Linked DNA regions of Zea mays: all the other regions are linked to region 1. The links are chromatin contacts, called in public Hi-C maps. All regions are on one chromosome and are shown on one strand. Each heading gives the region's core, a stretch centred on a gene start, on an enhancer-like site or on the middle of the called end of the contact. The rest is flanking DNA. Distances are from core to core; before and after follow the strand shown.

What was found. A called contact is a pair of places that touch in the nucleus more often than the background predicts.
Region 2: a Hi-C map of ear shows a contact between it and region 1, with 4 times the contacts expected there. The contact joins the promoter of LOC100217290 here to the promoter of LOC100281666 in region 1. A contact is called at or near these places in 3 of 25 Hi-C or Micro-C datasets (ear, endosperm and tassel).
Region 3: a Hi-C map of bundle sheath shows a contact between it and region 1, with 2.8 times the contacts expected there. The contact joins the promoter of LOC100279946 here to the promoter of LOC100281666 in region 1. A contact is called at or near these places in 8 of 25 Hi-C or Micro-C datasets (bundle sheath, ear, endosperm and 3 more).

The regions. Positions count from the first base shown.
Region 1 is chr4:147,044,145-147,047,945 of Zm-B73-REFERENCE-NAM-5.0, forward strand. LOC100281666 (oxidoreductase) reads right to left here and starts at 1,620. Exons shown (of 2, transcript NM_001154586.2): 1 at 997-1,620. The coding sequence starts at 1,530.
Region 2 is chr4:147,392,569-147,396,369 of Zm-B73-REFERENCE-NAM-5.0, forward strand. It overlaps LOC100217290, which reads right to left and starts at 2,169. Exons shown (of 7, transcript NM_001143640.1): 1 at 1,812-2,169; 2 at 676-853; 3 at 518-573. The coding sequence starts at 1,994.
Region 3 is chr4:147,309,263-147,313,063 of Zm-B73-REFERENCE-NAM-5.0, forward strand. LOC100279946 (putative casein kinase family protein) reads left to right here and starts at 1,801. Exons shown (of 14, transcript NM_001152896.1): 1 at 1,801-2,205; 2 at 2,334-2,374; 3 at 3,064-3,133; 4 at 3,213-3,361; 5 at 3,488-3,583. The coding sequence starts at 2,130. It also overlaps the pseudogene LOC109945829.

The DNA of each region.
Region 1 (3,801 bases), core at 370-2,869:
AAGAAAGAAAAAGCTTCAAATAAAAAAACATCATGCATGGAACATGAACCTATGCGTGATGCGTCCTTGTCATAGTTCGTTGCTTAGCTGATATCGTTGTTGCTTTCTAGCTTGCGTTCACTACCAGTCATCTTCAGACGAGGTTATAGTGTGTTCCTTTCCATGTTATCATTATCAAGATTTTGCAGTTACAGGGTAAAAGAAGATACTAATAAAGGTGAGCCACATTAAACACCACCTATCTCCGAGAAAAGTACTATATATACAGAATTTCCTGTCCTAGGGGAAAAAGAGAGTAAACAGAATTCTATACTCAATCTCATAGATTACTTATAGAATTATATGGAAAGTCGTATTCGATAAAAGTCGTATGTATGGCTTACAGAGAAATCTTTCATATATTTCGAGATCCATCCTACAATATAGGACAAAAAAGCCAAAAAAATAAATAAATCTGCTTCATAGCTATGAAGCAGTGTCTGCATCTACCTAAGTTTCTACGGTGTTGAAGTCTCTGAAACTAACGACCAAAGCACAGTACAGACAGGTATGGAAATACCCAGCTACCGATCAGCCCCGGCATAATCCGCCTCGTCGCCAACATTATACGGACGTGGTCAAATGTCTATCGACGAAGACACCACGACGATCCGACTGACAGAGGAGACCTGTCTGTGGTCCTTTGTCGTGCACATGCAGATGCAGCGCGGCCAGCGTCGCAGACTCACAGCATATGGTGGTCATGGCGGACGGAAGACGTGCAGGTGCAGCCACGGCCCACGGGCGTCGCCGCTCATGCACACAATCATATGCCTTAGCCCTATCGATCGGTGGGCCAGGTCGGCCCCCTGTCCCGTGCTCGTTGCTACAGCCTGACTACAGTGCACAGTGCAGCTAGCTAGCGGACGGATAGCAGAGGCTAACCGACGCGAAAGCGACTGTTACTTTCTACCGCGGCACCGGCGGACCACTGGAGTGTGGAAGTTGCAGGCTTACCCAGGAGTAGAAAACGTAGAGGCAGAAGACCTTGGTGATGAGGAAGAACATGCGCAGCGGCGGGAGCAGGGTCAGCCGGCTCCACCGCCGGAGCGCGGCCTCCCGGTGCTCCAGGGGCAGCTCGTCGAACCGGCGCACGAACGGGAACCGCCACGACAGGCACCGCGCCCCGCACAGCGCCAGCGAGCCGAGCCGCGTGCCCAGCAGCCACAGCACCGCGCGCACCAGAGCCAGCGCCTCGGGGAGGCACTTGCGCGACATCAGCTCGGCCACCTCGCCGGGCACGGGCGGGTCGGCGGCCGACGCGAGGAGGAACTCCTCCACGACCTTGCTGCTGCCGCCGTCCTCCTCAGGCTGCGGGTTGTGGTGGTGACCGTTCCGGCGGTCCGCCGGCGGCAGGGACGGCACCAGCGCGCCGCAGAGGGCGGTGAGCGCGGCCATCTGGGACGCCGAGAAGCCGTGCGTGTACCGCTCCCTCTTCGCGCTCCCACCCCTCAGGAGAGGGTGTCCCCGCTTGTTGTTGCCCGCGCCCATGGTGCCGGTTGGCGGCCTCCTGGTGACGAGCGTGTGGCGTTGTACTCGGCTACTGGTTCAAGTGACCGTGCCGGCGGAGAGTCCTCTATAATAAACCGTGGGCTGCGTATGAGCTTCAGGGAAGTGGACACACACAGTGGAGGCACCGAGGCTTTACGGCAGGCACAGACGCACAGTGCGGTAGAGAAGTGGTCTATATATATAGCACTGTGAAAGGAGTCCATAGGAAGCGAAAAAACTAAAGACCGGCCATATGAAATAAAATTGTCTTTTTTCTCTTTCGATCCCACGGCAGTCGCTCCGTGCTACCAGCTAGCTAGGGACTTGCTCCTCTTCCTGGCCATCTAGCGTAGCGCATAGGTGCAGATAAGGACGGACCATCGGCGTCAGACAAGATTGGCGTTGAGCATAGTTTGTAGCATTGGGTAAGTTTGGACGGTCCACCTTGAGCCGCTTCCGTGATTAAATCAGATTAGCCGGATTAAGCTTCTAACTCCAAGATGTTTATTTCTCTAAACTCATAAAAGTTGTTAGAGGACGCCTAGAAGCAGGTTTAGACCTCCCCTTTTATATTTGAAGATTATGATCGATTGAATAAATGAACAATTGAATCAAATCAATATATCTTCCGTTTCTTTATCTTTGCTCTGGGAGTAGATAGGAACGTAGCTTTTTTCACCTCTCTTCGACTCTATATCGTCTAGAGGCGTCTTGCGTGGCATACCGATTTAAAGGCAAACCCTAGGATCTCTCCTCTCTGACGAAATCTCTCTCGAGGGTTAGATCCAGGTGTTGTTGGTAAATGCCACCACCTCTGCGCACATGCGGACTGCTGGCCACTAGATATGGACCATTCGGCTCGGTGCATAGAAGACTCAGCTTCTGCCGCAGGTCGCTGGGTCCGTGCTGTCGCAGAGAGCACCGCTGCCGGTACACCTCACAGTGATTGATGCCCAGATCGGCACCAACACATGGGAAGTCGTCTTCTTGGGTGGCAGAGATGCTTGCCACTGCTCGTCCGCTTCATGTAGGAGCTGTGCAGATTATTTAGATATATGCTATTATAACTTGAGAAATTATGTGGATACTATTATAATACATGGTCTAGGCCACTAAGGGTGGTAACGGATAATGATCCAAATATTTTTTTATGATTCGTTTGAATTCTTAATTAATTTTATTTGTAAAATAAATAGAAATAGAGGTCAGTCCGTGATCTTTAAATTTTATAGTGTAAAACTTGGATTTCTTATCACCCCTAAGGCCACTTGATCTTCATACATTGTGAGGTAATTATTTTTTGTGCTGTTTGGTTCACAAAATGTAACGGTAATGATTCACACTTGAATATCAGTGGTAATAAGTTTGAATAAACTAGAGAAGTCCTTAATGTGATATCTGGCTACGATTAGACTTAAACAAACATGATTTACTCTTATCAATTATCCACCACGTTACAAATATATGAACCAAACATTACCTTTTATCTCTAAAGACTCCTATTTTTTGGCCCACTTACATATACATACAAGTTTGCAATATATACATTGCTCATGCAGCGGTGATGTAGTTTTCAATGGGTTTCCTCAGTCTTTGGTTATATGTTGTTATCTCTGGACAATGTCAGTTTGTTAGTAGCACTGATTAAACTTAGGGGTGTTTGGTTTCTAGGGACTAATGTTTAGTCCCTATGTTTTATTTCATTTTAGTTCCAAAATTGTCAAATATAGAAACTAAAATTTTATTTTAGTTTCTATATTTAGCAATTTATATACTAAAAAGGAATAAAATGAAGGGACTAAACATTAGTCCCTAGAAACCAAACACCCCCTTAGCAACTTCATTAACTTAACTGAATGTATTACTTTCTCTAATCGAAACAGTTCTCGTCGGACGGCAGCTAATAACCACATTCCGCTACCGGCCCAACTAGTTCTAGAATACTGGGACCTGTCTTGCCGCCCTGATGGCGACCTTCATTGGCAGTTTGGCACGGGCGCACGGCTGTCTCCAGCCCGCCGGCTCGGAACAGTGTGTGTTGAGAGCTTGTTAAGCCATGTATAATCTAGAGATATTGGTTCGATTTTATAAATATAAGAGATGATACAACTCTAAACTTATGAATTATAAATATAGAACTCAATCAATATTTTCTTGTATCTAGGGTTCACGGTTGTAGCTAGCTGATCTAGTCAGTTTTGCCGGTCTCAAATTTCGGCTACGAAAGCAGTCCGACATAGTAAAACATGCATGTCAGCTATAAATAATTGA
Region 2 (3,801 bases), core at 919-3,418, 350 kb after region 1:
ATTGTGGACATTACATAAATATTGGTAGGTGGATGGACATCATTCAAACTTAAATCAACCATTGAAGAGGGGAGGAGCAATGAAGAAAGCAGCCAAGACAACGTTCCTACAGCCAACAAACCAACAATTGACAGAACAAGTATGCCGCCATTCTTATGGCGAACTAAGTAATGGAGGGAACATAGCAGTTGGGGTGTGTGCCTGTAATGCACAAAGAAATTCAAACCCTACACATACGTTTGCATCAAACATCACAAGAAGAATATAGCATTTCATACAACAGCATAAGCATGCCCAAGATTAATAAAGGTACATGAAACAATATTCAACTACATGTGACAAATCAGGTAAACAGGAATTAGGTACTTTGAAAACGTTCAGTAATCATCTGCAAGCCCACCTAAATCACGTGTGGCAATCTGTTGGGCTCATCACATCCTTGAGCACCTTTAGAGAAAGGGAAAAAAGAGCAATTTGTTTCAGATCAAAGCATAATAGATAGAGCATTAGACCTTGCCTGTAAGACTGACATTTTCTCATGGTTGTTGTCTGCAAGGCAACGAGCAATAAGAGCTAAAATACCACAACGTTGCCATGTTAAGGACTCCATACCCACAGAATTGGAGCATTTGCAAAACATTGTGAAAAAAGATAATAGAGAATTAGATATCTTACTTTCAGGCCAATCAGCCAAGGTAGGGTCCTCCCAACTTTGCCCAGCTGCCTTTCGAGGCACTGCCTTTTTTGTTGCATCAACCTTCTTGTCTTTCTCACTATTTGCAATAGCAGCCTTAACAGTAGCTAGAGCTTCAGGAGTAATTATCTTCGAGTCCTTTTGGAACAACTGTTGGGCCTGGAAGACGAAACAATAGAAGATAAAGTCACTAAATATTTTCAGCATAAACCATATTTCAAATATACTTGCAGCATAAACATAAACAAAGGAATAAAAAAATGATACTTAGAACATGTAAGATCTTATGAAGCAATGGTATAATTCACTTATATTGAATCAAAACTTGCACTTTTAACTTGTCAAGTGTCAGCAGGGAAAATATATCACATGACAATAGCTATTTCTCTTGGAGTGGAGACAGTATGTAAAACCAATACTGCAGCCCTCATTTCATTCAGATGTGATGTGAATGGTTCTTGAAAAGAATTAGCACTAACCCCACAGGTTGCTTGTTGCATACCTAAGTTATCTTGCAGAAATAGTTTTGTAAAGGCATCATGGATCTGAATTAGGATCAGTTGTTCAGTTTCCACCGAACATTTTGCATCTAGATGAGATGTCTGAATTGGGATGGATCTTTGTCAGAATCAATCGCTATCAAAAGTAGGATAATAATATAACTAAAGTGTCAATATATTTAGTGGCATGACCATCACTAATCACACGATTTTATCATGTACTTATTATGTACTAGGTGTCTAACCAAGAGGAAAAGATAGAAGATAGGAGTATTACAATTGTGGTTTGTTAGGTTTTTTATAAAGCTATACCAGGCGGTGGTGGAAGGGTATAAGTGCTACATACCGTTGGATCTAGATCTAACGGATCAAAATGTCTGATTGTGTGCTTGCACCTGGTACGGTATATTAGTCGTGCCCTCACTTAGAATGGCCACATCAAAAGGACACAAAACTGCAGAGGGTGCTGTCCTCTCCCCAACCCGTGGAGACATCCCCATAGCTAGGCCATCGTTTAATCCACGATCACGGATCACCCTTACTTCGTTCGCCACTCAAATGAATTACCAAAAACATAGCTCTCGAAACTCTAATCGTAAGGTGCAGCTCGCGCATACCTGCTGGACTTGGGGCATGGGATAGATGGCGTTGTACACAGGCACCGCCGGCGCGGCTGCGGTCCATGCGGTGTATTGCGCGTTCTGGAGGTGGAAGGGCACGGGGAAGTAAGACGGGGCCGCTGCCGCCGGGTAGGTGAACTGCGCGGACGCAGAGGCCGGCGAAATGGACTGCGTCGACATGTGGCGGCGTCGGGGTGGTGGACCGAGAGGGGCGGAGACGCGTCTGGAATGACAGGATCGCCGGAGAACGGGGCTGGAGGACGGTGGCGTGAGCCGTGAGGTTTGAGGTGTTCACGGGTTCTGCTTCGACCGTGTGAGGCTGAGGCTGAGGCTGCGGTTGGGAGTTGGAACTCGGAAGAGGTGTTCCGCCGGGTGAGGCTTGTGCTGTGTGATCGTGCCTCGTGGTCGTGAGCGAATGGTGTGGAAAGCTCTGGAAGCGTCTGGCGCGTCGTGCGTGGGAAAGAAGAAGGCCGAGATTCGCGGGATGCGGGGACCGGGCATCTGGGCTGGCCCATTCGTCGTGTCCGTGGGCCGAAGCAGAAGTGAGTTGCGCACCCGTTGGGCCTGTGAGAAACCGCGCAGTGTCGCAGGCCGTTTCTGGACGCAAGATCCGTGCAAATCCAGGCGAAAGGTTTTTTTTCCTAGACAAAGGATCTTATTATGTGCACTGTGCATTCATTCGCAACTCGTCAACCATGGCGCGCACGCAGTCGTTGCAAGCTGTAAGGCTAACAGATCGTGTAAATGTCGAGATGACCGCATGCAGCACGGTAAATGTCGTTACAGCTGCAATTGCGATGTCTGATCACCGATCCAAATCTTATGTGTATATGCATTAGCTAGCTCATTCGCAATGGACCCCCTCCCCCACCAAAAAAAACATATATAGAGGAAGTAGTTGTACGATGTCACAAGAAAACTGCTCGATCATAGGTTCATAGCTTAGTTGACCACTTGCAGGTAGCATATGCTATGTATCTGGACGAACAAAAGATTACATTATTGCTTCGCTATAGGACCAAGTTGCGGGAAGACAGCAATAATTCCCAGACGCCGGCCGTCCACAGTGGCGCTGGCGGGGGCACCGCAGAAGATCCTTCGTCCCGTGAATACAATCCCCCACAGTGATGGTCCATGTATATATATGTGCACATATGATTGGCACTACATATTTCTCAAGTTGTCTGTTGTCATATATAACGTGTGTATTGATCCAGCAACTTGGTCACAGTGAAGTATACTTGCCTGTCTAAAAACCAATGCATGCAGCTTTTGTTTCCAAGATACATGCACTTGCTGGGATGGACAAAAATAAATAAGTATAACGTCCACTTCGTTCAATTCGGAAATATATATATAACTATATAATGGAGACAAACATTTAATCCAGACATTATTAATTGGCAGGCACTTGAGTATACACCAACGTTGTTTCCTCCTGCGCGCGGGGGGATCGATATCAATATATAATTAATAAAACACCCCTACGTACATAGATTTGGTTTACAAATTGAAGAGCGCTGATCGATGCATGCATGGGTCGATGGATCCACCTGGATATGATCCTGTCTATTGGCACGTAGCTAGACGCAAAATTAGCTAGCTAGCTAGCGCGAATCCGTGTTGCCCTAGCCGCAAAGACGACGACGGCCTACTGTTTTAATTTGTCGCCCATAAAGCCGGCTCGGATTCTAGTAGCTCGCAAAATATTTTAGTTCCCGCGCGCTGCTGCTAGCTTCTCGTCCTCGTGCATCGTCTCTACTTGCATTTGCATCCGAACAAGTGATGTGACCTCGGCATAGTAACAGCTCTGTCCTAATGGATTGCGACACAAAGAATACGTGTGCTGTGCTGCCACCACCTTCATCGCTAGCTAGCTCCTCGCGCGCGCCGCCGCCGTCGTCTCCTCGATCGGCTGCCACGAACAGCAATCGTACACGCATGTCGTTGCTTCATGGCCCTGGCTGATGGCATATCGGCATCGGTG
Region 3 (3,801 bases), core at 551-3,050, 270 kb after region 1:
TTAATAATTAGTATATATTTTTTATAAAAATAGAAAAAAGACAGGTATGTAACAAATCTAACCCGTCGTACGTACCTAAGGCTGAAGCATAATCTGATGATTGGGCCGGGCTGGCATGGGTTCTGTAGACAATGGGCCAAACCATGCTGGGATCGGACAACAAAGTTTACCTATATCTCTACTAATCCTTAAGACGATAGTGTAGACTAGGCACAACCATGCCCCTGCCTCCATCCCCACCGTCCGATTGCGATGCCATCCTCGCTCGCGCCTAGCGACGGATCCGCCCCCGCATGCCTCATCTTCCATCCATCCTCGCGCCCCCGCAAGCCTCGCTCCCGCCCCCGCCTCCATCCCCGTCATGCATGTAGCCGCCTCCGCCCAACAACCATGCGGGATCCTCGCTCGTGCCTAGCGCCCGTCGTCCAACAGGGATCCACCCCCGCATGTTCAATCCAGCGATGGATCAGGAGGACTCACGAGGCACGTTGGGCTTCTGGTCGGTGGTGAGCTGCACGACCTTCAGGTAGCCCGTCTCCGACACGGTCGCCAGCACGGCCCTGGAGTCACCGAGGTTGGCGACGACGAGGTCCTCCCCCTGCTTGATGGCGCACACGGCCGTGGTGCCACTGAAGTTGCAGTCCACCCTGGCCTGGACCCGAGCTCCCTGTCCATGGTCTCAAACACGTTGGCGTAGGCCTCCCGCCACACCTCCAGCATCTGTGCCGGCGCCGGCGCCAACGACGGCGACGACCACCTGCTGCGGCTGCCGTCCGTGGACGACGGCGCCGTGGGCGACGCGTCGTTGAAGGCCGGGTCGTCCCCGTCGCCATCGCCGTCGTCGTCGGAGCCCAGGAGCAGCGCGTTCCGCTGGCTCAGGATCATGAAGGGGAGGTGGTCCCTCGCCAGCTTGCTGACCAGCTGACCGCAGCGGCCGTGCCCGTCGAACACGCCGCAGAACACGCCGTCCTCCATGCCGAATCCCTGGAGACGACAGATGAACCAGGATCCAGGATGCTAGCCACCGACGGTCCGTACGACGTCGCCAAATTAAAACTTGTGGGTTGTTTCGCCGTCGTAGGACGTAGCAAACCCCAACAAAAAACGGTGAGGAAATCCGAAACAGGAATCATCACGATCTTTCCACCCCAACCATACGGTGAATTGGTTGTGGCTGCTGTGTATTTACCCCCACTGTAGTACGTGAATTGGTGGTGGTTGCTGTGTATTTATCCGATCATACGGTGAATTGGTAGTGGGTGGCTGCTGTGATTTTTTCGTACTGGTAATTGGTAGGACAGTTCCTGGAATTTCTTGACCTCCCAGTTTAGTCCCAAGTCAAGCGCATGGGCAAGGACTGCAGCGTTACCCCCGCGAGGAAGAAATACCAGCAGAGAAATCTCTGTACCATCGATGCAAGGAAAAATGAAGTACAATCGGTGGAGTAAATTTTTTTTGAAGGGATTAAATATTTTTTAACCTAAACAAACAAATCTCTGTATCATGGAGGGTCGCAATTTGTATTCCGTGGCATCGCACGGGCACGTTTCTAGTGATAACCAAAGAATATAGGAAAGAGGAAAGACGGGTATCTGCGTAAGGAAAGAACCATGCGAAAGCACGAAAACCAGACGCAACAAAGGACCAGGGGGCAAGAGGCAACACAGAAGCAGACACGGATCAGTACCGCAGGCACAACGAAACGGGAACGAATCGCCGTGCCTCCCCTATCGCTGGTATCCGTTGTCCAGCACTCCAGCCCCCGTCCGTTTCCCACGAATTCCGCGTCCCACCCGGCCACACTTTCTCTACGAGCGCCCCCCATCTCACCCACCCAAAATTAAAATCCTCCCGGAAATCAGAGACGCGAATCCCTCGCCCCAGGCCCCGAAACCTCCGAGTTCTCTCGCCAATTCGATCCGCCTCACCGCCGCCGCCCGTCCGCCGGTCGGCCTTGACTGCTCCGTTGCACGTGGCGGTTCGCAGCGCGGAATCTACCTTGTGTTGAGAGATCCGGGGAAACCCTTGTTCCCGGTCGTTCCGGCTCGAATCTTCTGCGGACTGGCAATGTAAGCGTTCTCCATCGGAGGGCGACGATCTACGGGGCGGTTGTTGGCGGGGTCGCGGGAATGGAGCACGTGTTCGGAGGGAAGTTTAAGCTTGGGAAGAAGATCGGGAGCGGATCTTTCGGCGAGCTCTATCTCGGTTAGCGTCTCGCCGGGTTCTTGATTGAATCTCTCACGCGTCTCTGCGGATTCCTACGCGCCGCTGTTTTGTTTTGCTCGTCGTTCCGCATTTGTTGCTGATGCGCTGATGTTTGTTTTTGGCTGCAGGCGTCAACATACAGAGCGGCGAGGAGGTGGCTATCAAGTTGGTATGAGATAATCTGATACTGTTCGTGCACCATTTTTCTCTGTCGTGGAGTTATATGCCTGGCATTCGGCATGAGTTTGTTCCATATGCAAACATATCATGGTCTACCATTCTAGCAACGGTTTCGTGAAGAATTTGTGTGTAGATTATGGGATGACAGAAAATGGATGATGTTCTGCATGTAATTGCTTTAAAAAAGACTGGCATGGTCCCGAGCTATATTTTTACATGAGTAATAACAAGATTTTAAAACCTTTTCTTGGTTGTCCATGCGAATTGACCTGTGGATCCAGTTCTAATTCCAATCATGGTTCTGTTACCTTTCATTAGTGTGGCTGTATAACAGTTCCTTTTTTTTTAAAGAAAGTAACAAGGCATATTTTCAGAGCATATGAAGAAAGCACTTGCAGAATGTTGATATCTTGTGGTCTATGATAAGAGAATTTAAAGTTTTACATTCTATCCTGTATATATGTCATGATCATGGATTGACTGAAGCAAAAAAAAAGTGCTGAGAATGTTAGGTTATATTTTTCTATTTGTAATGGCTTTCTAGCCTGAACATATACTGTTACCTTTTGAGATACTGTTACCTTTTGAGACAGTATGATATTTCAGTCTTACTCTTGGTAGTACCCCTTTCAACCTCAAGACATGCTACCTGACTGTTGTCCATCTCATGTTTACCAGGAATCTGTAAAATCAAGGCATCCTCAGCTTCATTATGAGTCGAAACTATACATGCTTCTCCAAGGGGGAAGTAAGTACTAATACAGGGACATAGGTCGCTTGTTTCATATGCTTTCACTGATTTAGTTTGTTTGTTTTCCAAACTTCAGCTGGAATTCCTCATTTGAAATGGTTTGGGGTGGATGGGGAGTACAATGTCATGGTCATTGATCTTCTTGGTCCAAGTCTGGAAGACGTATTCAACCAGTGCAACAGAAAGTTTTCCCTTAAAACAGTACTTATGCTAGCTGATCAGATGGTTAGTTTCTCTTGCGGGATATATCATTTCGTTTTTTAGCTTTTGTTACCTGTATGGTGACATACCTGTAAAATTGATGGCCTGATTTCCTTGCCAAGTTAATGTCTTCATGTTGTTTTCATACAGATAACTAGGGTAGAGTACATGCACACGAGGGGGTTCCTTCATCGTGATATCAAGCCAGACAATTTCCTTGTGGGCTTAGGTCGTAAAGCAAATCAGGTTGGTGCTACTCATGATCATTTTACTGAAAATATTTGTTGTGGCTGGTTTGAGCTTTCCAATATAGCTCGCAAGTCAGCCTAAAATTCTAGCACAATGGCCATAGACTGTTCTCTGCATGGCTGCTGTCACGGGCAGGGTTTCAACTTTTATATCTCCCGCTATAGCTCAAGCTATCAATGGGTATAGCTGTTTGAGAAGGGTCTAAGCTATTTTCT